5 separate regions of the Mus musculus genome follow, and regions 2, 3, 4 and 5 are each linked to region 1. A link is a contact called in public HiChIP or PLAC-seq and Micro-C data. All regions are on one chromosome and are shown on one strand. Each heading gives the region's core, a stretch centred on a gene start, on an enhancer-like site or on the middle of the called end of the contact. The rest is flanking DNA. Distances are from core to core; before and after follow the strand shown. Region 1 holds the start of Hspa12a (heat shock protein 12A). Region 2 has its middle 24 kb from the start of 4930442E04Rik. Region 3 holds the start of Slc18a2 (solute carrier family 18 (vesicular monoamine), member 2). Region 4 holds the start of Vax1 (ventral anterior homeobox 1). Region 5 holds the start of Pdzd8 (PDZ domain containing 8).

What was found. Hi-C and Micro-C count contacts between places; a contact is called where the count stands out from the background. HiChIP or PLAC-seq counts read pairs in DNA pulled down with a chosen protein or histone mark.
Region 2: an H3K4me3 HiChIP or PLAC-seq map of embryonic forebrain shows a contact between it and region 1, with 2.9 times the contacts expected there. The contact joins the enhancer-like site here to the promoter of Hspa12a in region 1. A contact is called at or near these places in 6 of 39 promoter capture datasets (cranial neural crest, embryonic stem cells, hippocampal neurons and 3 more), 13 of 115 datasets of contacts at active chromatin or transcription factors (bone marrow-derived macrophages, craniofacial prominence, embryonic basal ganglia and 9 more) and 1 of 9 other capture datasets (adipose tissue).
Region 3: an H3K4me3 HiChIP or PLAC-seq map of forebrain shows a contact between it and region 1, with 4 times the contacts expected there. The contact joins the promoter of Slc18a2 here to the promoter of Hspa12a in region 1. A contact is called at or near these places in 2 of 115 datasets of contacts at active chromatin or transcription factors (embryonic hindbrain and forebrain).
Region 4: a contact with region 1 is called in an H3K4me3 HiChIP or PLAC-seq map of embryonic stem cells, with 13 read pairs. The contact joins the promoter of Vax1 here to the promoter of Hspa12a in region 1. A contact is called at or near these places in 2 of 39 promoter capture datasets (both in embryonic stem cells), 2 of 484 Hi-C or Micro-C datasets (both in embryonic stem cells), 8 of 115 datasets of contacts at active chromatin or transcription factors (bone marrow-derived macrophages, embryonic forebrain, embryonic stem cells and 3 more) and 2 of 9 other capture datasets (embryonic stem cells and liver).
Region 5: a contact with region 1 is called in a Micro-C map of embryonic stem cells, with 2.4 times the contacts expected there. The contact joins the promoter of Pdzd8 here to the promoter of Hspa12a in region 1.

Annotation. Positions count from the first base shown.
Region 1 is chr19:58,858,564-58,863,420 of GRCm38.p6, reverse strand. Hspa12a (heat shock protein 12A) reads left to right here and starts at 2,437. Exons shown (of 12, transcript NM_175199.3): 1 at 2,437-2,574. The coding sequence starts at 2,532. Gm52393 (a long non-coding RNA gene) reads right to left here. Exons shown (of 2, transcript XR_003952907.1): 2 at 1,844-3,502.
Region 2 is chr19:59,192,786-59,197,980 of GRCm38.p6, reverse strand. No RefSeq gene overlaps it. Among named protein-coding and RNA genes, the nearest start is that of 4930442E04Rik, 24 kb to the right of the region's middle. Within about 2 kb of position 3,715, at least 18 of the 459 cell types and tissues checked have an H3K27ac peak or open chromatin away from gene starts, as enhancers often do. A contact at or near this core is called in embryonic forebrain, where this site is marked.
Region 3 is chr19:59,257,333-59,262,491 of GRCm38.p6, reverse strand. Slc18a2 (solute carrier family 18 (vesicular monoamine), member 2) reads right to left here and starts at 1,614. Exons shown (of 16, transcript NM_172523.3): 1 at 1,474-1,614; 2 at 1,039-1,171. The coding sequence starts at 1,159.
Region 4 is chr19:59,168,130-59,173,214 of GRCm38.p6, reverse strand. It overlaps Vax1 (ventral anterior homeobox 1), which reads left to right and starts at 2,818. Exons shown (of 3, transcript NM_009501.3): 1 at 2,818-3,426; 2 at 4,557-4,744. The coding sequence starts at 3,186. 4930442E04Rik (RIKEN cDNA 4930442E04 gene) reads right to left here and starts at 1,434. Exons shown (of 2, transcript NR_167767.1): 1 at 970-1,434.
Region 5 is chr19:59,342,665-59,347,885 of GRCm38.p6, reverse strand. It overlaps Pdzd8 (PDZ domain containing 8), which reads left to right and starts at 2,106. Exons shown (of 5, transcript NM_001033222.3): 1 at 2,106-3,167. The coding sequence starts at 2,299.

The sequences.
Region 1 (4,857 bases), core at 1,188-3,687:
TTAAATACCATGGAAACAGAGGCAGTTGGTGATGGCCCTTTCTTGCCAGAGAGCTTAGGCGAAGATGACAGCCGGTCCCTAGTATCTAAAGTACTGAATGTAGTCTGGAGCAGTGTCTCAGTGGTTAAGAGTGTTTGCTGCTGCTCTTCCAGAGGACCCGAGTTCAGTTCCTAGCACCCATGTCAACAGCTCACAGGCTTCTGCAACTCTACTACAAAGGGAACTTGATATACCTCTGGCCTCTATAGACACTTGGACTGTGTAAATACATGTACATACGTGTAAGCACACACACACACACACACACACACACACACACACACACACACACAGAGAGAGAGAGAGAGAGAGAGAGAGAGAGAGAGAGAGAGAGAGAGAAAAGAGTGTTAAAGTATTGAATGTTGCACTAAGGGATTGGAGTTTGGCAGAGAACAGTGAGTGGCACATGCCTGTAATAACATCACTTGTAGGTTAAAGCAGAAGGATAGAAAGTCTAAGTCCAGCCTGGGTTACATAGCAAAACCTCATCTCAACAAAACAAAAAACAAATATTCAAACTCAGGGCTTTTTCTTAGGAATGAACACTAACTCCTAGCAGAAGCAGCTGAACAGCCAACTCTGTATCCAGGTCCAGGCACATGTCTCCAGGACACTAGTGGACAGTGCAGTGGTTATTCCTGCCTTTTCATATTATGGCACACCCAAGCCTAGCTGCTTTCCCTTAATTAGAAGGTGTGAGCAGAACCAGAAGGTAGCAGTGGGTGGAGGAAGGGCCAGGGAGAACCCTTCTCTTCTCTATCTGAAGCTCAGCTGAGCTCAGGAGCGTCAGCTGTTGCCCTGATCAACTACTTCCAACCCGAGTCCTCTCTGATTTGGGTGCCTCCTGCTCCTGGCCTTTGGGGCCTTGCTGTGGGACCTTAACTCTTGGATCTGCCTCTGAGATAGTGTGTGTGTTGGTGGGTGGGGTACTGTCACTGTTAGAAAGCAGTCTTGATTAGGAGAATTGGCTTCATCGACACATGTTTTCTACACTCTAGGAGTGGCTTCCAGGTACTGCCAACACCCTGAACAACTGGCCTGGCATCTAGTAGCTCCTGCTTTTAAAACCGCTGTACCCTAGTTTCCAAGCTAGGCATCATGCCACGTAATTGTTTTTAGTCTTGAGAACCTGTTTCTCAGAAGAGGACAAGGAGGCTCAGAGAGGCCCACATACAGCCAGAGACTGCGTTTAGCTATCCTAGTGCAGGCAGAAGACAGTTTGTGAGCACGGGGTGGGAGTCCTCCCCTGAGTTACAACCCCAGCCTGTTTATCACTCTCCTCTGTAGGCTTTGGTAGCAGACCTCAGGTCATCCCACCACCCATAGGCTGCTTGTGGAGGCCTCCCCTAAGTACGGAGATGATGACGAAGTGAGGATGGTGCTTGCCACTGGGATGAGATTCCAGCCAGCCATTTGCTCTTGTGTGATGTTGAAATCATAATTTAAACCTCCCATGCCAAGTTTTCTTAAATGCAGAAACTGACAGCTATGAGATAAGGATATGTGAACGTCAGCATTTAGTGTCAGACCCACCTTGGGGGTGGGGTGGGGAAGACGTAGGGACTATGTTAATGAGATCTTTACCCCTGCATGTACCAAAGAGCAGAGCACCCAGAATCATCTGTTTAGCCAGGCCTTAGCAGGTGCCAGAGGCGCAGGTGTGTGTGTGTGTGTGTGTGTGTGTGTGTGTGTGTGTGTGTGTGTGTGTGTGAGAGAGAGAGAGAGAGAGAGAGAGAGAGAGAGAGAGAGAGAGAGAGAGCAGGCGCCAGCCAGAGGGCAAAGACCAGTGATTCAGTCAACCATGGAAGTTTTGAATTATTAATGTCCTATTTTAATGGGGCCAGGGATGCATCCCGTATATGGAAGGGCAACACAGTCTCTGCGACAAGTACCTCCGTGGGTCAAGAGTTGCTTTGCAGTCCTGTAGGCACCCTGAAGAGGAAAAGTTGGTGGGGGTGCTGGGCCTCAGCCCTGCACAAGTTGTGGCCTGGCTCCCGGCTGCACCAGGGTCTCCAGTGCTTGCTTTGGTGTGCTCCTCTGGGACCTAGGAGCAGAGGCCATTGATGTGGACTGGAGTGTGCTTCGCATGGAATGCTGAGTGTGCAGTGCTTGCTGAAGGGTCTGGCGGGAACTCCAGAGCTTGAAATCCGACCTTGTGCGCTTCTGTGTCCGCCGGGTTGGATCAGCTGCAGAGACCCCTGCTCAGCTATGACCCTCCACCGCCCAAGCTGAGTCCTGGTGCGCTAATGACAGCACGGGGTGTGGCCTCGGCTGGGCGGCGACCAGCGGTTTCAGAGCTTGTGGGAGGAGCCAACTCCCTCCTTCTCCAGGGCCTTGGCTCCGTGGGGCGGGCCCGGGAGGAGCGTGGGGAGGAGCCCGGGCTGCGGCGGCAGCGTCAGAGTGGTGCTCCCGCTGTCCAGAGGCTCAGACCTAGCTCGGGAGCCTAAGATTTAGCACCGGAGGCTCCTTTCCCGGGCTGAGGCTGCAGGACCATGGCGGACAAGGAAGCTGGCGGTGGAGACGCCGGGCCCCGAGGTGAGTGCGGGGCAAGGGGCCGGTGGCTGATTGCCGTGGCTGTGATGGGCTGAAGGGCTGGAAGGGATGAGGTGTGCTGTATATCGCACCTGGCAGCCCAGTCGAGGGCGTTAGAAAAGTGGGCTCCTTGGTTCGGTCTTGCCTCCCTGGCAGGATCACAGAGCTTCTGGACAGGACTTCAGGCCCACTGGGTGGGAGGCCGCCCTTCAGTCACGTGGTAGGTTTGTGCCGGGGTGTGGACTCTGCAACCAGGACTAAATCCTCAGCTGGGGAACCCTAGTTGTTTCCATCACGGGCTGGCTCCTTGGTCAGGGCCGGTTATCATTCCCAAGAGAACCGCCCCTCCTGTCCATCGCCTGAGCACAGTGCTGGGGATGCTACTGCTGACCTGGTAGATGGCCGGCCGCCAGGTGGCCCCGGGTCCTCAACGGCTCCTTTCAGTGACTCAGTGAGGCAGGAGGTAAGATCCTTGGAGAAATCAGATTTAAAACTATCCTCTCTTGCCAGCCCATCCCTCCGGACATAGGAGCCGGAGTGGCGGCAGCAGCTGCAGGCCAAAGGGTGTCCCACCGCTCTCCTCTCATCCTCCAGGATTCTCTGGATTGGTGGTGGTGGTGGTGGGGGGGGGATTACAGAGACTGGGCTGTTCAGTACTTGTCAGAGGCGTGTGTGTGTGTGTGTGTGTGTGTGTGTGTGTGTGTGTGGCAGGGAGCGAGCGGGTTTGGGGTGTCCCATGCAGAGTACTGAAACCTCGCTTCTTACCTTTATGGTAGAGCAGGTCTTTGGGAGCATGGTTGCCGCTTAGATGGTGAGGGAGGGAGTGACTGGGGATCCGGGAAGAGAATGAAATGCTTTCCCAGCCAGAGTTGTAAATCAAGGCTTCGCCGCCCGCACAGGGGATGGGCTGGTCAGGATTCCAGTCTTCTTCCTGTGCATCTCAAGTGGGGAAAGTTGATTGCGGGAGGCGCTGCGCGTGTCCCTGACCTAACAGGGCCTTGGCTAGAGTGGATACCCGAGCCAGCTTCCCAGGAGCTCTAAGCAAGCTGCTGTGCAAGGATGACAGTAGCATGCCCGGACTTAAGGCGAAATCCAGGTTGCGGAGGAGAGCTCTGTGCTTTACAGAGACCCAAAGCCGGGAAACTGAGGCCAGCAGCCATGCAGCTGGTTGACATTGGCAATTGTTTTCTCTGCCCTGGTGTGGGTTGGATACAGCCCCCTCTTCTGTTGCTCTCCTAGCTGCACCTGCCCCCTCCCCAGCCCATTGTTCCTGCGGATCTGGGAGGTTCCTCCCCAGCCTTCAAGCACTGCAGTGGCTAAGGAGTGCAGGGTGGGGGCTGGGAACTCACAGAAGGGGAGAGGCACAACCCCAGTCCAGGCGGTGTAACTCAAACAGGCACCCTGACCGTGTCTCCTGTCTTGACCTTCACTAGCCTGTGGACACAGGCCACAGACGTCAGGTGCTGGCAGTTGCTTTGTCTGAGCATCACTAAGCAATTGATCGACTCATTTTCCTCACCTTTCTTCTTTACATTGGAAAAAAAAAATCCCAACATTTAAGATGATGGTGAGAGGTGTCACAATTGCTTTAAGCTTGAGAGTAACTGATCCAGTTTCCTGTCTATCATGCTGAGATAATGAGTGGGTGGTTATACCAAATGCAAGGTTGGGTATAAGATCTGTCAAGTCAGAATTGGAGGCAGGGATATGCACCCACTCCCCAGCCCTGATTTGTCTTGTGAAGTCACCTTGCTGCTTCTATCCTATCCTATACATACACACACACACACACACACACACACACACACATACATGCACACACTCACACACATGCACACACTCACACACATACACACATATATACACATGTACACACTCATATACATATATACATATACACACATGCACACACATATACACACTCATACACATATATACCAACAAACACACATACATACACACAAACACATATATACACATACACACTACACACACATACACTCATATATGCATGCACACACTCAAACAATACATATACACATACACACATGCACACACACATATACATACTCATATACACCAATAAACATATACATACACACAGACACACACATACACACATAAAGCACACACATACACACATGCATACACACATACATACACACAAGCAAAAATACATACACACAAACACACAGAGCTGGGACAGATTCACACCTATCATGGGAAACATATCATTGCTCACCTGGGTTTCTTGTAGGGTGTTTTTAGATTCCAAGGAGTTCAAGG
Region 2 (5,195 bases), core at 2,466-4,965, 330 kb before region 1:
AATGACTTCCTCCATGACCAGCTACAAGAGCAGCCTTGGCAGAGGAGAAAGTAGGGGTTCCTTGCATGTGGTGCTCAGATTAGTCAAGATAACCTCAGTATACCTTGGGGACCAGAGAAGGGGGTCTCAGCCAGAGGGCTTCAAACCACCCTTGAGTTCTTGGGGTTCCACAGCTGGAAATTTCCACTGCAGTCTCAACAAAGTAGATGAGGTGGAAAGCAGAAAATGCTAGCCACTGTAAGACGTTACACAACTTGGTGGCTCGGAGCTTTGGTCTTTCAAGCAGGGGTTAGTTTCATGCCATCCTCCAGCCATGTTCTAGCTGTGGAATCTTGAGAAATTACTCTGTTTGCTGAACCGGTTGCTTGTTTTGTAACATGAAGCTTTAAAAGCTCTGGCCTGGGAAGGTGGTTCTGAGGTTAAAAAGCATGCACTGTTCTTGCAGAGGATCTGAGTCTGGTCCCTGGAACTAGCTAGCATCAAGAGACTCACAATTGCCTCTAACTCCACTGCAGGGGAGCTGATGCCCTCTTCTTGGCTTCCTGGGTATGAACTCATTTGCACACGTATGCACACGTATTCATACATGAGATAAAACACATCTTAGAAAACAAAAACTAAAACAAAACCTTGGGAGCTGGAGAGTTAGCTCCATGGTTAAGAGCACTTGGTCTTGCAAAGGACCAGGGTCTGATTCCCAGCACCCACAGGGAGCCTTGCTGCTTCCTCAGCCTCAGGCATCAGGCATGCATGTGGTGCACAGACATACATGCAAGCAAAACACGCATACACACAAAATAAAATAAATATAAATGATAAATAAATAAATCTTAAAAAAAAACCAACCTCTACTTTTGTGCGGACAGCATTAGATGAAGTGAGATTGCCCGCGGTAATTGTTGGACAGGTGACTTGCACCCCTTAAGGATATTGTATCAATTAATCTTCATCACCACTATAGAAAACCACACAAGGAAACCTGTATACGGGAAGGAAAAGTAACTTACCTAAGTCAACCTGTCTCTCCTGGTCTCAACACACTCTTCTCTATCTGGGCCAGCCCCAAAGCTTGAAACAAACTATCCAGTAGGGCTGAACTTGTGGTTAGGTCGTGCTGAGGTCAGGGAACACAGCCTCTGCGGCAGCTTCCCAATAGAAATCTGAGCTCCAGCCATGTTTGTCCTCCTTCCTTAGGTACATTTCGACCAGGTCACCGGGAGCCTGCGCTCCTGTCCCCTCCTAGATGGAAATCATTGTTTTCCTGCAGCCTCTCCTCTCCAGTTCACCCTACAGCCTAGATCCTGGATCCCTTTGGGGAGAACAGAACTGAGGCTCTTACAAGAGTTGGGGGTCCTTCTTCAGGCCTCTGAAATGGCTTGGCTAGCAGGGATGTGATCTGGAAAGATAAGGCTGAGTTCACCCCAGTGGGCAGGAAAGAAGCCCTGAGGCTGAGCGGAGCGGTTTGTGCGCCAGTTGCCAGGGGGCAGTGCTGTGCAGCGAATGCGGCACCCAGGCTACCACTGCGCCACTCTCTCAGAGAAGCTGTAGAGGTCCCCTCAGGGCTCTCCTGACCCCAACAGCCCCATCCGCCCCAGCACAGGGAAAAAAAAATCGCCATGGTCCCTTTGCTGGAAGAACTCAGCTTGGCTGTCTTTAGTGGATAAAAATAACAGACACCGTGTGGGTTTCCACCACTAACTTAGAGAAACGCCAACTGAGGTGGCAGGGTACCCCGTTTTTTATAGGCCTTTCGAGAACAGTAAGGTGACTTTAAGGATGGCGATTGAGAGGGACTTCCTCTTTTTGAGACTCCTGAAAATGCAGAGACCACTTTTGAGAGTAAAAGAGGAGGGTGGGCCACCCGCTTTCGGTGAATTTTACCAATGTACAAGCTCTTTCGGGGGAATCGGCTGGTGGAAGGCACAAGGCCACCATGGCCAACGGAGAGATTTCTCCCCAAAGGACTAGTGGAGTTTCGGTGTGACCCTGGCCCTGGAGTCGTGTTTGGGAAAATGTCTTTCCCAACTTTAACCCACAAGTCTGAGTGCAGATTGGAACCTTCAGAAGCAGAGGGCGGACAGGACGGGCCATGCACAGGGGTTTCCCTCTGGTCCCCTTCCCGCCCCCCACCCCCACCCCAGTTTCCCTGCAAGAAAGAGCACAGAAAGCTTGGGAAATATAAACCGGACATGATTCTTTTTAAACTCCTTATTCTGGTTGTTTGTCTTTGTTTTCCTCTCTTCACCTCCACTTTGCAATAAATAAAATCAAAGGGTAGCTGCCTGTCCATGTGTGAATACCATGCCGGCGACTGCTCTTTGAAGAATCCACATTTTAAAATTGTATTCCATGAGCTCGGAGGAAGAACCCACAAACTGCTGTGATGTAATTTGAAACCATCAATAGCCCCTCTTAAGGTTGTCTTTATTGTGGGAAGTCAAGGTAATGGTTTTGCCGCTGTCTAATTTCTTCCCGATGTACAGCTTAGCTTTTACAGCCTTACAATGAAAGGCGTCGATCTGAGGCCCTTTTTGTGGCCGATTAACAGTTTAAACTGGTTTCCTAACCCTGTCACAACTAGTGGTCTGATAGAAATAGTTTCTGTGGGGACATTCATAACTCTGCAAATAATATCTTTTTTTTTAATCTGCCAATTCTGACCTCCTCTGACAAAAATTAAAAGTGGAGCGGAAAAGGTTGTGTACATACATGTCTCACCTCCAAGTACAGGTTGGTACAAATGACTACTCAAGAGCTGTTAGTTCCCTGGTTCTTGTCACCCTGTTGTCACCATAATCTTCGGAGAAAGCGTTCAAGTAGCTGGCTACACAGAGCTGGACACACACAAGCCTTCTTGGATGTGAACTGTCCAGACAGGAGCATTGAATTTTATCGCAAGAGTTAGGAAAAAAAAAAAAACAACCAAACAAAAACAAAACAAAACACATTTCGTTTGACTGCTCTTGGACTTTGGAGGATGAAAGGAGGCAAAGAAGACACTAACCCAGAAAAAACACTTCCCCTCTCTACCACTGAAGGATCATCAGTGTATCAATGTGGAGAGAGGAGAGAGAGAGAGAGAGAGAGAGAGAGAGAGAGAGAGAGAGAGAGAGAGATCTCAAAATAATCAATTTGTGGTTTAAAAAAAAATGTTGGCCTGGAGATATTTTGGTGCTAAGAAGTTCCTCTGAGACAGAAGACCCTCTTTAACTCTCAAACCCACGGCTCACCCAGCGCTACCTTTGGGTAAAACTGCCTCTTTCTCCAAAGGGAGGGGCAAAGCGAAGAAATTACAAGTAGCAGTGACGGTGTTATGGGGCCCAGACTGGTACCCACCCTCGCAAGGTGCTGGGAAGGTAACCCTCGCCCCTAGGATCTGGAGAGCGCCCCCCCAGGGACCCTCCTCTGGCGCGGGAATGCGTAGGTAGTGTCTTTTTGCTCCATCTCGGGAGTTCCGGAGTTTGAGGTCCCTGTACTAGGAGAGAAAGGCTTGAAGGAGTTCTGAGGCTGGGCCAGTCGCCGAGGTAAGGTCCCTAGGCCATCAGGATTCAGGTGGAGACTCGGAGATCTTGTCAGTGCGCGGGTCACCAGCTTTTTGACTATCTCCCGAAGGTCGTCGCCCAAGAGACAAGGAAAAACCTCGCGGGCCCCTACGGGTGTGCTCCCAACTCGGCCGCTGCCTAATGCAGAGCGCAGAGCAGTACTTGGGACAGGAGCTTCCAGCCGAACACCGGGGACTCCGCGAGGCTCCGGGTGGCACTATCGCCCCCTGCCCCCAACTACTTCCTCCGTCCCCCGCAAATGCTACTACGGGAGAAATGTGCCCACCCTGACTCGCCCGGACGAGCCCCGGGCTGCGACTTCCTCTGCTCCGTCTCTAGATGAGTCTGGGTCGGCTCTTACCTTCCCTGACCGGGGACACTCGGAGCAGGGCCGGGAGGACGTGGCCGAGTTTCAGGCCCAGTCCCTCTATAAGCCCCGCGGCTCGGGTGCCTCCCGAAGCAATACCTTCCGCTCTTTTCCTCCCCCAGTTTTTCCAGCGGCACGATTCTTTTCTGGGTTATTTTCTTTCCTTCTCTTGGTGTCAACCCTGCAGCTTCCCTCTCTCGCCCCCTTCCCCCGATCCTTTCCCCTTTCACTTTGCATCCCCCCCCGCCCCCACTCTTTAGTTTAAGTCTGAGATGACCTCCAAAAACCTTTGTAAAGGCAATAAACCAAAATGCCAGACGCACCGTGTGTGTGTGTGTGTGTGTGTGTGTGTGTGTGTGTGTGTGTGTCCCCTGTGGCTTCTAGAAGGCAAATTGGCCCGGGAAGGGTTTGGACCTGCTTCCCCCAAAAAGGCCCAAGAGCTTTCAAACACCCGAAAGTCAGGAGACAATGAGTTGTTGATACCTGGGGACAACGTCCTGCCGTGAAGCCCCCAGCCCAAGCCCATTTCACAGATGCAAGACCTGAATCTGGGAGGTTACCGCCAAGTGTCAGAATCGTCCCTTTACTTATGTCGAGGATTTCAGCCTTTAGAATACAAACGGTGCCTCTTGTTTTCCCGGATTATTTGGTTTCTTGATGTGTTTTTTTTTGGGTGGGGGGGGGGCTGGTTTAAGCGTGAGGAAGAAGAAAGGAGCAAAGATAACCACGTGCCTTCCAATACAGTGAAATAGCAGCCTGGAATTACAGCTACCGAACCATCAAAAATGAAACTGTTTGTGGGCATCTGAACCCTAGCCATGTAATTGGACACATTTATCAACAACAACAACAACAAAAAAGATATTGCACAGGTGAAAGAGATTTGACAATTGCTTCCGCGTTTTTTAAATTTTTTCCCCCAAAATTGTAGAGAGAACTTTCCCTGAATACAACAGACTGAATGTTTCAGCTCTGAACATTCAGTATAGCCTTAGTCACTGCAGGCTACAGTTATCATAAATCACCCTTAAAGTGTGTATTAAAGTGACTGAAATTTTGTTCTTTTTTTTTTTTTTTTTTTTTTTTTAAGAAAAAACAGTCTCTGAAGTTGTGCACGTCCTAACCTTTACAAATAGACTTTCGGTGCTACTTGAACGTGGTTCCCTTGAACTTTTTCTTGGAGAAATTTCACATTATTTGTATGTTTCTAAGACTCCTTTTAAAAATAAAAAGAGAGGTTGGAACCACAGACATCAATTTTCCCGCTGGCTTCTTAGAAACAAATT
Region 3 (5,159 bases), core at 365-2,864, 400 kb before region 1:
TGTGGAGAAAAAAAAATCCAACCCTCGCAGCCGATGATAACCTGGACGTTCTCAACCAAGCAACTCTATGTTGACCTGCAGATTTTACAGCACTCCTCGAGGATCCCGTAGACTTCTACCACAGCAAAGCAAAGTGGTAATGTTATAGAAGCTTGGGCACATGAGAAACATGAAGGACAACTGGGACCCCCAGCTGACTCTCCAGAGCTGAAGACATCAGTAAGATGCTCTCAGACTCTGCAAGTGAGGAGGGGCAAGTGACTCAACGTTTGGGGGTCTGAGGAAAACCAATATATTTTTTGTTGTTCACTGAAAATTGGTTTTCAAAAAGAACATGTGGAATACCTTTCAGCTTGAAGGATTAAAAGGCCTGGTTTTGAACCATCTGGTCTAACCTGTCATTTTGGGAGATTTGTGCTGTCCCTGAGTCCCCCCGTTCCATCACAAAAATACTCTTAGAACAAATACTCTTAGATGTAGGGTGCTTTACCTCAGGGGTAGATGGCGACTTGCTCATTCAGCCGTCTACCAACTGTTTGGCCACTGAACGTCCTAAGGGACAGCAGCAGCTTAGCACACTGGTTCATTTTGACAGAAATCTTTTTCATCTCAGTGCAAGTGGACAAAGGGAAGCAGGCAGTTCAGTTATCAGGAGGAAACACAACTTCTGGGCCTTATCGGATGTCACAGGGTCTGACCTGACCTCCAGGGAAAACAAACCCACAAGTTGCAGCTCCCAGGAGTTGGGGCGAGGAGGGCTTGTGTTCAAGAATGGGTTTTTGTTTTGTTCTCTACACAGCACGTTCTTCAACTTTTTGGGCAGACAGAGCTGCTCAGATAAAGTGAGATGGGGTGCGGAGGACAGGCTTCCTGGGAGGAGGTACATGGTCCTGGGGCTGGGCAGGGGATGCTGTCACCTGGGCTGTAGATGATGAGGACAAGGTGTTGGGGACCCAGTGCCAGGGACGGGCTCCTGAGGACCTGTGCTAGGTGCTAAGGACGAAGTGCTAGTTGCTGGCACTCCCGAGCCATACGTACCTACGACGGTGAGCAGCATGTTGTCTAGCAGCAGCGCGAGGAACACGATGAACAGGATCAGCTTGCGCGAGTGGCGGCTGTCCCGCAGCCATCGCAGCAGCACCAGATCGCTCAGGGCCATAGCTTTGCTTCGCTGTGGGAGCAGGTGCGATCAGTGCCTGGGACGGTCAGGGGTCCCGCGCCACCCGGAGCACAAGGAGTTTCGTCCACCAGCGGTAGCCGGGAACGACAGGGAGTGTCTCGCTCCCCTCAGGCACTGGGATAGCGTCTCAGAGTCACAACGAGCGAGCACGCCTCTATTGCCGTCGGGGACCAGACCTGGGTACCCGGGGGCGCTGCCCTTCCCAGCCGCACCCTGAGTCCCGGGATCCCCGGAGTCTGCCCGCTGCCGTGGAGGATCCCCGAGGGTTCTCTGTCCTCCCCAACCTCGCGTACCTTCGGCTCGCCTGCGACTGCCTGCAGGGTTATATCTCCACACTGCCCGGGTCCCAGTCCGTGCGTCCGTCCCCGCTGCTCCAGGTCTCCTATGCTCCAGCGCCCCAGAGCCCTGCTCAGTTTACCCAGTCCGGCTCTGACGTCACGGACAGCGCTGAGAGGGGGCGGAGAGGGGGGAGCTAGGATACTGGCCTCCGCCCACCCAGAGCTGCCTCTGGGCCGCAGCTGGGGCTGCGGTCACGAGCCCACCCTATCAGATTCTGGGGACGTCTGCAGTGGAGGAGGGGAGGGGGAGTTGAGAAGGAAGCCGCAGGGGCTCTAGAACACAGCCACAGGAGCCCAGGACAAGGAGTCAAAGGTCCTGAAGATAATCAAGGCCAAGGTGTGCAGGCAATGTTGCTTTCTTCTATGCTCAGGCTGGCCAGAATGCTCAGAAGAAATTGTGTGGGCCTCTGAGCTGCCATGTTCATAAAGTGGCCCAAGAAGACATGAATGAAGGCTGTAGGGTGTGCCCCAGGAAAACGTTGGGAACCAGGGCAGACACTTGCATCTCACCTCACTCCCTTTTCCCACTCTATATAGACTGATCCAGGGTCAGAATGCAGCAGGGAGGTTAAAGCTCTGGGCACCTTCAGGTGAGAAAGAAAACAGGTGAAAGGAGACAACGATGAAACAGAAGGGGGGAGTGAAGACTCTCAGAGTTGAGAGCATCCTGCTTGGGATTGACTCTGCTGCACAGAGCGTGTGTGTGTGTGTGTGTGTGTGTGTGTGTGTGTGTGTGTGTGTGTGTGTCAAAGTGTCCATGAAGCCTTGTTAAAGGAGCTTTCTGCCCTCTGTACTATGTCTGGGGTGTGAATGAGTTGGTTAAGAGGCAGAACACCTGAGCAACCGACTTTCTCTGCACAATATCTTCCATTAGGAATGTTTCTGTGATAGACAGTAGACACACACACACACACACACACACACACACACACACACACACGGAGGAGTGCTTTCTGAGGCCCTTCTATAGGGTCAGAGGGGTCAGAGCTGTGTTCTTAGCCACTTAACATCCCTGTTACTGTCGCAGGCTCTCAGCAGAGGGGTCTGGCCTTGTTTTATTAATGCTCGCCTGTTGTCAGCAGGAGCCTGCTAGGAGCAGCCTTGTGGTGTGTGCTCCTCCCAGCTCTCTCTGATTCTCTTCTCTTTAGAGAGAGACCCCCTGCGCTTCCCACCGTTACCCTCCCCCCATGATAAAAGATGTGTGGATGGGAAAAGTAGGTCAGTGACACGGGTCTCTGATATCTCAGAATGTGTGTAACTTAAATATTAAACAGGGAGGGAGAGGGACCCACTCAGGAGGAGAAAGCAGATGGCAGAAAACTAAGGTGGCTGTGGAGAGATGGAATTCATGGGCTGGCGCCCTAGCCCCTTGGCTTTGGAGTTTCCGAACCCAAAGGCTCTGACTTGAGCCACAGAATCAGTGATTTATGACATGTAAGCATTCTTGCCAGACGCAGGAACCCCAGTCTGATATTTCCTAGATTACTGTGCTCTGAAGAGTTATACAGGCTTTCCTCACTTGGCTTCTCCCGGCTCTGAAAAATTGGACCTCCTAATGGATAGCAGAAAGAATTAGTCTGAACACAGAGTATGGAACACATGGGGAGAGCCCAAGTATCCATTTAACCAGTTGAGTGCTACCAACTCCAATCAGCACCATGGTGGGTGCTCGTGAAACATTAATGAGTAGAGGGGACCACATCTTCCCATTCAAGTATTTATAACTAGTAGCCACTTCACAATGGGGGAGGAGGCACAAGAAACAACACAAAACTCCAGCCCAGTGAACTGGAGAGATGTGGCTCCAGGGAGCACACCAGACCCTCAGAGCTCCACCTACGTGGGGGTTTCTAACTCTTCTGAAATCCCCATATCTGTGTTTAAATATTTAAAATGTTTGTTTTTCTGTGTATGAGTGTTTTGTCTACATATGTGTGCCACACACACCTGTGGTACTATAGGTGGCCAGGAGTATAGCCTCTGATTTCCTGGAAAGTGAGCCACCATGTAGGTGCTGGGAACTGAACCAAGTGCTCTTAGCTGCTGAGTTCTCGCCAAAGGAACCCCAAGTAAATCCTTTTAAAAATAAAGTTGTTTTATCCATTCTAAAAACAGTATCTTAAATGGTTTCTGTAATCACAAATAAAAATATTTCAAGATATATTATAAATATTAGCATGTATATATAAAACTATCATGCTGATTTTTAAATGTATCCAGTGGAATATAAATATTACAAAAGTGCAAAACCCACTCAAAAGGTTTTAGAAAAGCAAACATGTTTCTCTTTAGCAGTTAAACATTTTACATTGTATCCTGTGCTGGTTACTTTTGTAAGCTTGAGAAAATGTAAAATTACTCCAAAAGGAATCACAATAAAAGATGTAAATTAGGCTGGCCTTATTGGCATGTGTGTAAGGATTGTCTTGATTATGTTAACTGAGGTGAGAATATTCACCCAATGTGGGTGGCACCATTCCCTATGTTGGGGATCCTGGATCCATTGCTCTTTTTTAACTGAGGATGTCATGTGACAGTTGATTCAACGTCTGTCTTGACTTCCCCACAGTGTGAGGGTAAGCCTTAAGTTGCCTTTGTGAGAGTGCTTTGTCACAGTAACAAGGGAATCTAAGGTAGTAGATGCTTTACAACTTCAAAGCAGTCTTGCTTAGCTCCCAACAAAATTGTATCCTACTTTGATGTTTCTGAAATTTAATTCCTTTGTTTACCTCCTCATCTATTATGTGAACTGAAATATATGAATAGTGCAGTAACTTTAATTTTTATTCTTATGGCCATAAGGGTGTAAACATATCAGTTCCCTTCAGAAAGGTGTTATTATAATTATTAGTGGTTATTGATTATCAGTGACAGCCTGTATATAATATGAATTTAGGCATGTGTGGTGGTGCACCTCTGAACTCCCAGGACTTTGGGATACTGACACAGAGGATCAAGAGTTCAATGACAACCCATGCCAATTTGTGAGATTCTACCTCAAAAACAAAACAAAATAAAGCCATGGCAATAATTAAATAAATAACATGCACTGTCTTGATTAACAAGACACCAAGATTGTCCTTTTTTGTTTAATGTCCATAGTTCTTTTATGACTTAGAGCACATTGATAGTAAGATTGTCAAAGTTAGATTGAGGGGGGAGTAACTCTATTTTATCCAGGGGAGACAGTGGAAAGTTGAGAGGAAAGATGGCAAAGGAGCACCCTATGTTCTCAATTGAGTAAAGCTGATCTCAGACAAATTTTAAAACAGAGAACACATGGAAATGTAAGGTGGTGTGGAGACTCTTCATATATCAGAGGCCAGGCATTGGAAGCTGAGGAGCTGGGGAAGCCCTGACTTGTCTGATTCATCAAGTCTCCATGGCCTCTTCCTGTTCTAGTCAGGGTCTGCTTTCCCTTCTTGTGGTTAATCCTCATCATCAATTACTTAGGTATATCCATGGCACATTTTGATGTGTAAGTGAGGTTTCCAGGGGATTTTTAACTAAGAAGGGATGATCTGGCCTCAGTGTGATTGATGCTAACCCACAGGTTGGAGCCATAAGCTAAATTTAAAAAGGAAAGTGAACAAAACATCAGCATTCATCTGTTTCTATTCCCTGTCTGTGGACACACCATG
Region 4 (5,085 bases), core at 1,569-4,068, 310 kb before region 1:
AAGTTGTTAGAAAGATTCGCCCCCAGCCAGTAGAAATGTGAAATCCTGAACTTTGATCCCAGACAGTCATCAGACAACTTTAAGACACAGAGAACTGGATTTTGTTCACCCCAAATCAGGTCGGTGCAGGATGATGCTTCTAGGAAATGCTCCTGGCTAGTAATAAATAGCATGGCCAGAAGCAAGATTTTATGTTTCTACATCCATCTCATGTCATTTGGGCATGAAGTGAAAACAAATGTCAAATACTCAAAATGTTTTAGTATTAACATTAAGGTCATAGCCATGTGTTTCTTTGAGCACTCTGCATCCCTTGGGGATTCCCGGGAAACTCAAAGCAGGGAGTAGCTGGGAACTAAGTCAGAGCCGACCTGGAATACTGACTTCTGAGGTTAGCCAGAGAGAAGTTCAAATTCTGTATTCACTAATCTGAGGTTTGGACAAGTAATTGAAAGTAATTTGACAAGAACTGAGTCCTCTACTCATTTAGCTCTAAACTGGGATGTTACCTTCCCAAGAAAGGGGTTAAGAATATTAAATGTATTTAGACACCCAATATGGGAGTGCTCAAAACAAACAATCAGCTGCTCCAGGGTTCAAATGAAGGGGCAGGGCCAGCTCCCAAGAAATCTGAAATGGTGAGCTGGCCACTTTTATTTTTTAAAAAGACTTCCTTCCAGGCCTTTGACTTCTCGTGTAGTAGGTGTCCTCCCGGTAACTAGGAGGCTGCAGAGTCCCAAGGCCTAGGGGCCTGAACCATCTAAGATGGTCGATTTCTATCTGGACTGTTGTTGGGGTCTCAATAATTCTTCAAGGTTTTTAAAGTCAGAGTGGGGACTCCCACTTGCCGCTAAGCAGGAGTCCGGACACTTCACGCAGGTTATTCCGTTCTGCCTACCGCCTGGTGTGTGTGTGTGTGTGTGTGTGTGTGTGTGTGTGTGTGTGTGTGTTTGGGCTGGAATTCCGGACCTGCACCCGGAGCAGTACTCCCGACGGATCTCAGCAAGGGCACCCATCCGAAGCCTCAGGAATCCTCCTTCACAGGTGTAGTCGTTGGGGCCAAGGCAGTGGGCGTACCGCACTTCTCCAGTCGGCCGGCTAGCTCGCCAAGGAGAGACCCTTTTCTTCTTTCCGCTTCCTTGCGTTCCTGTGGGGTAGAAGTTCTAGGCACTTGCGGGCCGGGTCTCACAGAGGCGTCCCGCCTGAGGACAGCTCCCGCAGAGATCTATATCTTTGGGCTCTCAATCTGTCCCCGGGATACTCCCCGCTCAGTGAACATCACTCAACATAATCACCCCAAGTATCCCCAATCATATAAAGTCAACTCCCCAAGGTCTGCCTGAGTGCCACAGAAACCTTGGGAACAGACCAAACGCGATTGCTCCTAAGAGACCGGCCGGAGGTGGCTTGGAGAGGAGCGTTGTTACCCGGCTCGGCCCACCCCCTCCACGTTCAGCAGTCTCGAGGGACCGCGGTGGTGGCCGGGAGGTGACAGCCGGACTGTGGGGCGGGCGCAGAGCCCCTCGGAGGCCGCCACACACACTCGCTGTCCTCCCCACTCACTTTGTGCCTCCCACCCTCTCGCCCAGACCCCCGCCCCTCCCCCGCCCGCCTCCGCCCCATTCTTGGAATTGTGTGGAAAAATTCTCAGCCAAACCTCCCACCTCTCCTCGCCTCCCCCCCCCCACTCCCTTTTAAAAACCCCCTTTCCTCCGCGGCCCCTGCACTCTTTGTGAATGAGGGCCGGGAACACGGCCCTTCCCCCGCCCAGGAGCCACGCCAGACCGCCGCACTCAGAGGACTGTTTGTTAATAGTCCAATTAGATAATTGCCATCTTTCACTCCTTTTGCTCCGCATTTCCCATAAAGGAATGAATGGGGAGAGCGGCGTGGAGAGGGCTTCTGCCCCGGCAAGGTGACGAGAAGGGCTGGAGCAAGCTCCTTGCACAAGGCCATGCGCTTGAATTGAATCATTGTGGCCTAATCAATGCTGTTATTGGATTACTGGCTGTTGCTTTTCTCAAAGACATTGTAGCAAGACAATGAAATAGCTAGGGGGAAACTTTTTTTTTGAAGCAGATCTCACAGTTGAGATTTTTTGCTCTCTCTCTCTCTCTCTCTCTCTCTCTCTCTCTCTCTCTCGTATTCCTCCCTCCCTCTACCCCCCCCCCCCCACTCTGAGTACAAAGCTGCCCTTTGAATGGGCTGCCTCAGGGCCGCTGGAGGTGCAGGCATGAAAAAAATCCAACTGGGGCTACAGGAAGAGGGGCGGCAGTTTAAGATGGCTGTCAACGTCGAGGTGTGTTAAGGAGTCGCTTGGGGAGAAAGCTTGGCTTTTTTGGAGTGTGGGGGAGAGACTTTAGGGGGAAACTTTTCTCCTCCCCCCTTCTTTCCCCACCCAGAGGCAACTGCTTTCTATAGCTACAGGGACTGAGGGGGTAACCCCCCCCCATCTGGCTCTATCTGGAGAGTCTAGAGGAACCCCCCTTTAGCCAGTATGTGAGCAGGACGGTCAAAGGCAAAGAGAAAGTTAATAATGCCTGCTAATGGTGTTAGCAATTCAGGATGAATCTTGTCAAAAGTTTTTCTGGAAGTGTGGGTCTTTGATTGTGTTTCCCGAAAGCAAGACCAATCATTTCCGTTTATTCACTGGCTAAACCCCTACTTGATTGGGGACAAGGACAGAAACCATCCATTACGATCTGATATATTATCCAAACAATTTAGTGTATTCGTGAGGTAACTGAAACGTGGGGGCTGCGAAATTACCCGTAATCAATTGCAACAGCGAGTGTGCGTCCCCCCCGGGTGTCGGACAACCACAACTCGGCCGTCTCAGTAACAGGCGGAGCCGCAGCGTTTCGGAGTTGCGCTGTTCGCTACCTGATCGCCAGGCTGGGGACACTGGACGTGCTCAAAGGACGCGGGCGCTGACGAGGCGGCCTCGCCACCGGGATCCTGGACAAGACCCGCCGCCTCTCTACCAGCGCGCCACTCTCCTGTCTGCGCTGACCCTCCGCGGCCGCCGAAGCCACCCCGCGGGGACATTCATTCTGGCGGGCGACCGAGCTTAGGTGCTGCGTTGTAGGGGTTTTGTCCCCTTTTGCTTCTTCTTTTCCCACCCTCCTTCTTTTCTGTGTTTTTTTGTTTTTGTTGTTGTTTTCTTTCTTTCTTTCTTTTTGCCTATGTTCGGGAAACCAGACAAAATGGACGTCCGGTGCCACTCGGACACCGAGGCCGCCAGGGTCTCGAAGAACGCGCACAAGGAGAGCCGGGAGATCAAGGGCGCCGAGGGGAGCCTTCCGGCCGCCTTCCTCAAGGAGCCGCAGGGCGCCTTTTCCGGGTCTGGCGCTTCGGAAGATTGTAACAAAAGTAAATCCAATTCCTCAGCGGACCCAGATTACTGTCGCCGGATCCTAGTCCGAGGTAGGGATGGGCAGGGCTTTGGAACGCGTTCTTTTCGGGGTAATTCCCCTGCCGCAGCTTCGCGTCGCTGCTTAGGGCTGGCGAGGACTTGGGAGAAAGTTGTTGTTGGCCCTTTTCTTTCTTGGGTCCGGTCGGTCGCGGGGACCTGTGCCTGGGGCTCCTCTCAAAGCGCTCTTTCTGGGCCCTAGCAGTCCGGAGGGGCCCCGCAGCACGGTTGCGGGAAGGAATCCAGACCGTGACTGTGGACCGGCCACCAAGCTGGGGCTCGGACCCAGCTCCTCCAGGGGAACGTGCGCGCGTCCTCCGGCCTGCAGGCGTGTGTGCCATGGAGGGCAGAGCGCACCCGATGGAGCAGTGGGCTAGGACCCGTAGCCTCCCGCCGCTGGCCAGAGCCAGCCAGTTAGCTGGTAGGGCTGAGGGCCCTGGCGCTGCGCTCCTGGCCTGGCTGCAGTGGCCTAGAGAGATCGCCGACCTGCGTCGCAGGTCTGCGAATGCCGCCTCTTTGCTTCGCTCGTCCTCGCTCAAGGAGCGGTGTGCGCTCCTCCCGGGCACTGGTGGCGCTGAGGCCCAGCTTCAGCCGGCGCCGCCCCCGCTAGCTGTTAGCCAGGCCCCGCAAGCCGACATTCAGTCCCTCCTCCTTCTGCTGTCTGGACTGAAGCGGGCCGGAGACCCGGGGTAAGGGTGGGGACCACAGGAGTGCAGGCTGCCCTGCAATCTGGGACCATACTGGGAGGTGGGGTTACCAGTAAGAGCCCCTTTGGGCTACTGGGGACTCGGATCACACACCAGAGGCCCCCTAGGCCGGAAGGAGCATTTACCTATTTGGAATTCAGGTTTGTTTTTTGTTGTTGTTGTTGTTTTTGTTTTTGTTCTTGTTTTTTATTGTTTGTTTGTTTCCTCCTCCGGTGTCTGGGAGAACTCTTCAGAGACAGTCTGGTTACTCTCCCAGTTAATAGTATGAAGTTAGCCCCCTTGGCCTCCATACACTCAGAGAATCTCAGCTTTATGATTGCGGCCACCCCATACACTGGCAGCAGCCTACCGGAGATTTGTCCCTAGCTAGCTCTGATCAAGGAGGCAGAGAAAACCGGGGGCGGAGGTTCTGGTGGCTGACGTCTACCCTTTCCTAGATGCCAAGGGGTCTATCCGAGAAATCATCCTGCCCAAAGGCTTGGATCTGGACCGGCCCAAGAGGACTCGCACGTCCTTCACCGCGGAGCAGCTCTACAGGCTGGAGATGGAGTTCCAGCGTTGCCAATACGTGGTGGGCCGGGAGAGAACCGAGCTGGCTCGGCAGCTCAATCTCTCTGAGACCCAGGTACCTAGCTGCCAGGTGCTCACACCACCAGGCTTCCTCTTCCCCTCTCCAGGATGACAGCTTGCCTTTCCTCACAATCTACCTAGCTTTGGACCAAACCTCCCAGGGACGTGGAGGAAACGGAACGAATGGGGACGAAGGTCTTAAGGCTCCCTCCTCTTTATTAAACTGTCTTCTCCTCGTTCACAAATCTGCCAGTCTAATTTCTGCATACCTTGACTTGGCCTAGGGACCCCATATTCTGTCCTTCTGGAATTCTTTTTGACTCTTAGGAATTTTTGGATGGCTTCTGATTTTTAAAAGGCTGTTTTCCCCCATTTGGATACATACCATCTTGGCTA
Region 5 (5,221 bases), core at 857-3,356, 480 kb before region 1:
TCTCTAGTTACCTGTGTGACTGTCTGCCTGGGCCTGGCATACCCGAGGGCAGGGACTCTGTTCTGCTCATTTGTTATAGGTGTATGTTGGATTTTATCTTCACAGTTCACAAAATGATTCAATGTATCATTTCTTACCACACATTCTAAACTTGTTTCTGCTTTGCCCTGAGTTTTGCTACTGTATTATTTTTCTAAGTTTGTGACAAAGACCAGATATAAGCAAACTAAAAGGAGGATTGATTTTTAGCTTATGGTTTCAGAGGTGTCAATCCATCAAGTCAGGGAGGGCGTGGCAAAGCAGAGGTAAGCTCAATCCCTCCCAACCAACAGAAATCCAGAAGAGTGTAGGAAGAGGCTGGGACCTATCCCCAAGGACACTGCCCTACTGACCCGCTTCTTCCAGCCAGGTCCTCCCTCCCTGCTTTCACAACCTTCCAATAATGCCATCATCATATTATGAACCCATAAAACATCCATTCCTTAAGCCAGTCCTCAGGCCCTAAATCATTTGGGCAAATGCCCTCAAAGACACTCCCAGACACACATTTAGGCCTCCCTAGGTGTTTCTCAGTCAATCTGGTTGATAAGATTTCATTACATTATCAATTTGCTTCCAAAGTTCTATACTTGGCTCAGCTGGGTCAGAACTCTGGTTTAAGGCTCCAATCACCCAGTCAAGACTAGAAAGGATCCCTGTACTGATGTCTCAAGAGCCAGCCTGAATCCACGAGGGTTTTAGTAGCGGAATACCTGACCTCCCTAGGACTAGACAAGTTGTGTCGGTGAGGACAGATAAAAACTGTGATGTAACAACTGAGTAGTCAGAAAGCACCAGAGGAAACACCGTTGCCAGGGAACACAAAGGCTTCTGGCTCTATTGGTACCCTCTGCAAAATCTTCCACTTTTCCCAGTCTCTGCATCTCCAACTCTCCTTTATGGAGCAACTGGGACCTGATCCCTGATCGGCTTTTTAAATTTTTATTATTTTTTATTTTCAAAACCAAAAAGCTAAGCTGAGCGGTGGCGGCATACGCCTTTAATCTCAGCACTTGGGAGGCAGAGGCAGGTGGATTTCTGAGTTCGAGGCCAGCATGGTCTACACAGTGAATTCCAGGACAGCCAGGGCTACACAGAGAAACCCTGTCTCGAAAAACAAACAAACAAACAACCCCCCCCCCCAAAAAAAACCTCCAGCATCCTCCGTGTTATTATGCCAAGTAGAAACCAAGGACTTAGGATCCCACGATGTGACCCCTAAGCAATTTCTTTACTATGCCACGGGTACCACGGGTTATTCTGTGAAATTGGTAGGCACTAAAAGTAATGGCCTGAGGGATGGACTCCGGATAATGCCCTCAGAGAGGAAAGAAGGGAGGAGGGGGGCGTGAACAATCTGAATGGAGTCGCTAAGACACCTTCCAATATGCTGGCAAATTCACTCAGCTCACCCACTCCTCCCAGACCTCAAATAAACTTCTTTCTCACTTAAATTGAAATCCCCAAGGTAGGAAAGTTAGTCCCCTTCTCGCGGTTCCGCTTGGTCCCTTCTCGGGGCCCATTCTCTGCGGATGCAGGTCTGCCGGTCTGTGCGGGCTAGCGATGGCAATCCCTGATGCAGTCTGTCCTCTGGCCGGCTCGGGCAGTGTCCCAACCGCCTGTGCTCAGGCTCTCTGCGGCGCTGCCCTGCAGGGGAGGCAGCAACACACTGAGGGATGCTGGGCGGTCGCCACAGAGGTATCCGGCAGGACCCACGGCCGCCGCGGGGGATGGGCGCGGAATAACGGACGGCCGCGCCGGGCCCCGTCAGCCCGACTTATCCAGGTCTCCTTCCGTTATCTCGCGCCCTCCGGAGACGACGGACGCACGGATCGCCGCGCCGCCGGCGGCAGGAATGCAGGGGCGTGGGGGGAGCGGCGCTGGAAGCGCGCCGAGAGGTGGGAAAGGACCCGCGTCCAAGCGCGCCGGGGCGCCCGGCGCCGGGGGCGCGCACGCTCTGACGTCACGCGCCGCTCGCCCAATGAGCGCAGGCTCTGTGGGGAGGCGCCGTTCCCGCCCTCGCCCGCCGCCGGTCCGCCGCTCGGGCCGCCCCCGGGGGAGCGTCTGAGGAGGCGCGGGGCCGCGGCGGGCTAAGGCGCCGCCAGGCAGCGTCGGACTGCGGACGCTCGGTTCGGGCCCAGGGAGCCGCTCATCCGCGACCGATGTCCTCAAGATGGAGGCGGCGGGGGCGACGGCGTGAGGAGGAGGGCGGCGCGGAGAGCGCGGGAGCAGGCCGAGGGTTGCGGCGGGGGCGGCGGGATGGGGCTGCTGCTCCTGATCCTGGCGTCGGCCGTGCTGGGCTCGTTCCTCACGCTGCTCGCACAGTTCCTGCTACTCTACCGCAGACAGCCCGAGCCGCGGGCGGACGAAGCGGCCCGCGCGGGCGACGGCTTCCGCTACCTTAAGCCGGTGCCGGGCCTGCCCCTCAGGGAGTACCTTTATGGCGGCGGCGCCGAGGAGCTCGCTGCTTGCTCCTCCGAGGCCGGCGCCAGCTCGACCCCGACCCCCGACAGCCCGGCCCCGCCGACGCTGGAGACCTGCTACTTCCTCAACGCCACCATCCTGTTCCTGTTCCGGGAGCTGCGGGACACCGCGCTCGCCCGCCGCTGGGTCACCAAGAAGATCAAGGTGGAGTTCGAGGAGCTGCTGCAGACCAAGACGGCCGGCCGCCTGCTGGAGGGGCTGAGTCTGCGCGACGTGTTCCTGGGCGACACGGTGCCCTTCATCAAGACCATCCGGCTGGTGCGGCCCGTGGTGGCCTCGGGCACCGGCGAGCCCGACGACCCCGACGGGGACGCGCTGCCCGCCACCTGCCCGGAGGAGCTGGCCTTTGAAGCGGAGGTGGAGTACAACGGCGGTTTCCACCTGGCCATCGACGTGGACCTGGTGTTTGGCAAGTCCGCCTACCTGTTCGTGAAGCTGTCTCGCGTGGTGGGGAGGCTGCGCTTCGTCCTCACCCGCGTGCCCTTCACCCACTGGTTCTTCTCCTTCGTGGAGGACCCGCTGATTGACTTCGAGGTGCGCTCCCAGTTCGAGGGGCGGCCCATGCCCCAGCTCACCTCCATCATCGTCAACCAGCTCAAGAAGATCATCAAGCGCAAGCACACCCTGCCCAGTTACAAGATCAGGTGAGAGGAGGGTCAGGGGAGCCGAGGCTACCCGGGGGAGGTTAGCCAGGGAAGGGCCAAGGCAGATTCCCAGCACGACCCTGGCCTGCAGTTTGCTTCCACCTGGACTGAGGCCCCCAAGCAAAGAAAGGCGGGTAGTGGGCACTTCCCGTGCTGCCAAGGCAGCACAGGGAGCTGGAGGCCTGAGCGCCTTGTCCCTGGCCAGTCAGTGAGTGCCTCTCCTGGGTCTGTTGAGACACACTTGTGTGTGGTTGTTGCAACCGGAAGGCAGCGGCTGTGTCTGCCTTTGCAGCATCTCCTGCACCACGTGGAAAAGTTGTTCCTGGGCACATTGCAGACCTGAAGGGCGTGCTCACATCCCGGGTGTTTCTGTGTGGCACGGGCCTTGGCAGCTCTCCGGGCAGAGGCACGGGTTGTTGTAGAGGGATGTGATTTGGAGGAGTTGAGTCCGGTGCCAGGTGGTCTTCTCTGTGAATTTGGGGTAACTGTCATCTGCCCTTGGGAAGTAGGCTCCTCACCACAAACAGACCCAGACTTCTCAGGTGTCTACTCCCGGTGGCTGTTCCTTAACCCAATACTCCAAGTCACCTTGTGGGTAATATTTTAAAGACAGTGATTTGAAGTTTTTTAAAGTTCCTCTGTATCTGGCTTTATGTGATGCACTTCTGATTAGTTAATGCATGAGTTTTCTTTTGATGAATTGGAAGTGGAAGGGGAAATGAGTATTTGGAGGATTAGAGGTTTCATAGGTGGGACTTGGAAGGCTTGGTGCAGTAGAAAGGCTCCTGTTTCTTTTAAAACGACCAAATCTTCAACTTCTCTTTCTATCCTCCTTTAACTTTGTGTTCAGTACATAGAACATTTTAGGTTTTGTTGTTTAATCTGAAATATGAGTCTAGTATTGCCTTACATTACTACTGCTCTTTAGTGGAGATTGAAGACCCCAAAGTCTGTGGCACAATATAATGCAGGAGTAGTGTAGATTTGGGATGGATTTTTGCTTTGTGGAGCTTGTACTTCACTAGTTATGTTTTATTGAGAATAAACAACAGTTTAAACTTTGGGTGGTGAGAGAACTGTTGTGTGGAGCACATATTTCCATGGATTTGTAGGGGATGGTGAACTGGTCATATGCTATGCAGGATTTCTGGTTCTGTAAAGGAGATGTAGTTTATGAAACCTGTTTTTACATGGCTGCATTATGAGTTGTAGGTTTTAAGCAGTGATGTATTTATAGCAGTGTGTTGCTTAGAAAGTCATAAACAAAAGTTGTTACAAAGTTTGATAATCACAACTCTTGATCAGTCAGAAACCACTGCAGAGTACATCACTCAATATGTAGTTTTATCCTCCTTACTTTTCTCAGTGCTCAGGATTCAATACTGATCAGAAATAAATATTGCCTTCACCTTCATAAAGTTTAGAGTTCAGTAAGAATTGATTATTATCTACTTAATAACATTTAGACCCAGGTGGAGTTGATGGAAGGTTGAAATTACTAGAAAGCTGCTATTGGGTTGGTAAACGGAACTAGAAATGTGGGGATGGGAGCACTGGCTGAGGAAGTGATAGCTTGTGTTGTTTGCCCAGCACTTCTCCAGAGGTTTGCTACACTAGTGACAGTGTGGGCCTGACTTCAGGTAAGAGAATGGATTTTATAGCTTCTCTCAGACATATCATCATTCTCACAGAGAGAAAGTAGCTAGTATTAATCCCGTTTTATTGTTGAAGGAATGAAGCACATGGTAGTTAAATAACCTCCTTAAGTCATACAAGCAGTCAAGTGGTGAAAAATTGAGGCTACCTTTTTAATTTTTTGTAACTAAAGGAATTTATTTCAACTTCACTTTTTTATTTTTGGACTGGGAATTATCCACCAGTTAATGCTTATTGGTTTAAATTTTTTGCTTTCCTGTTTGCAAAAAACTTATAAATTATTCTGATTGGATGAAGAAAACTACACAAAAAAAGTTTCTTAAGCTTTTAGAATTAAAAATAACATTTTACACAACCCAAACCTTTAACCCCAAATCCAGAATGAAGTCTCTTAAGTA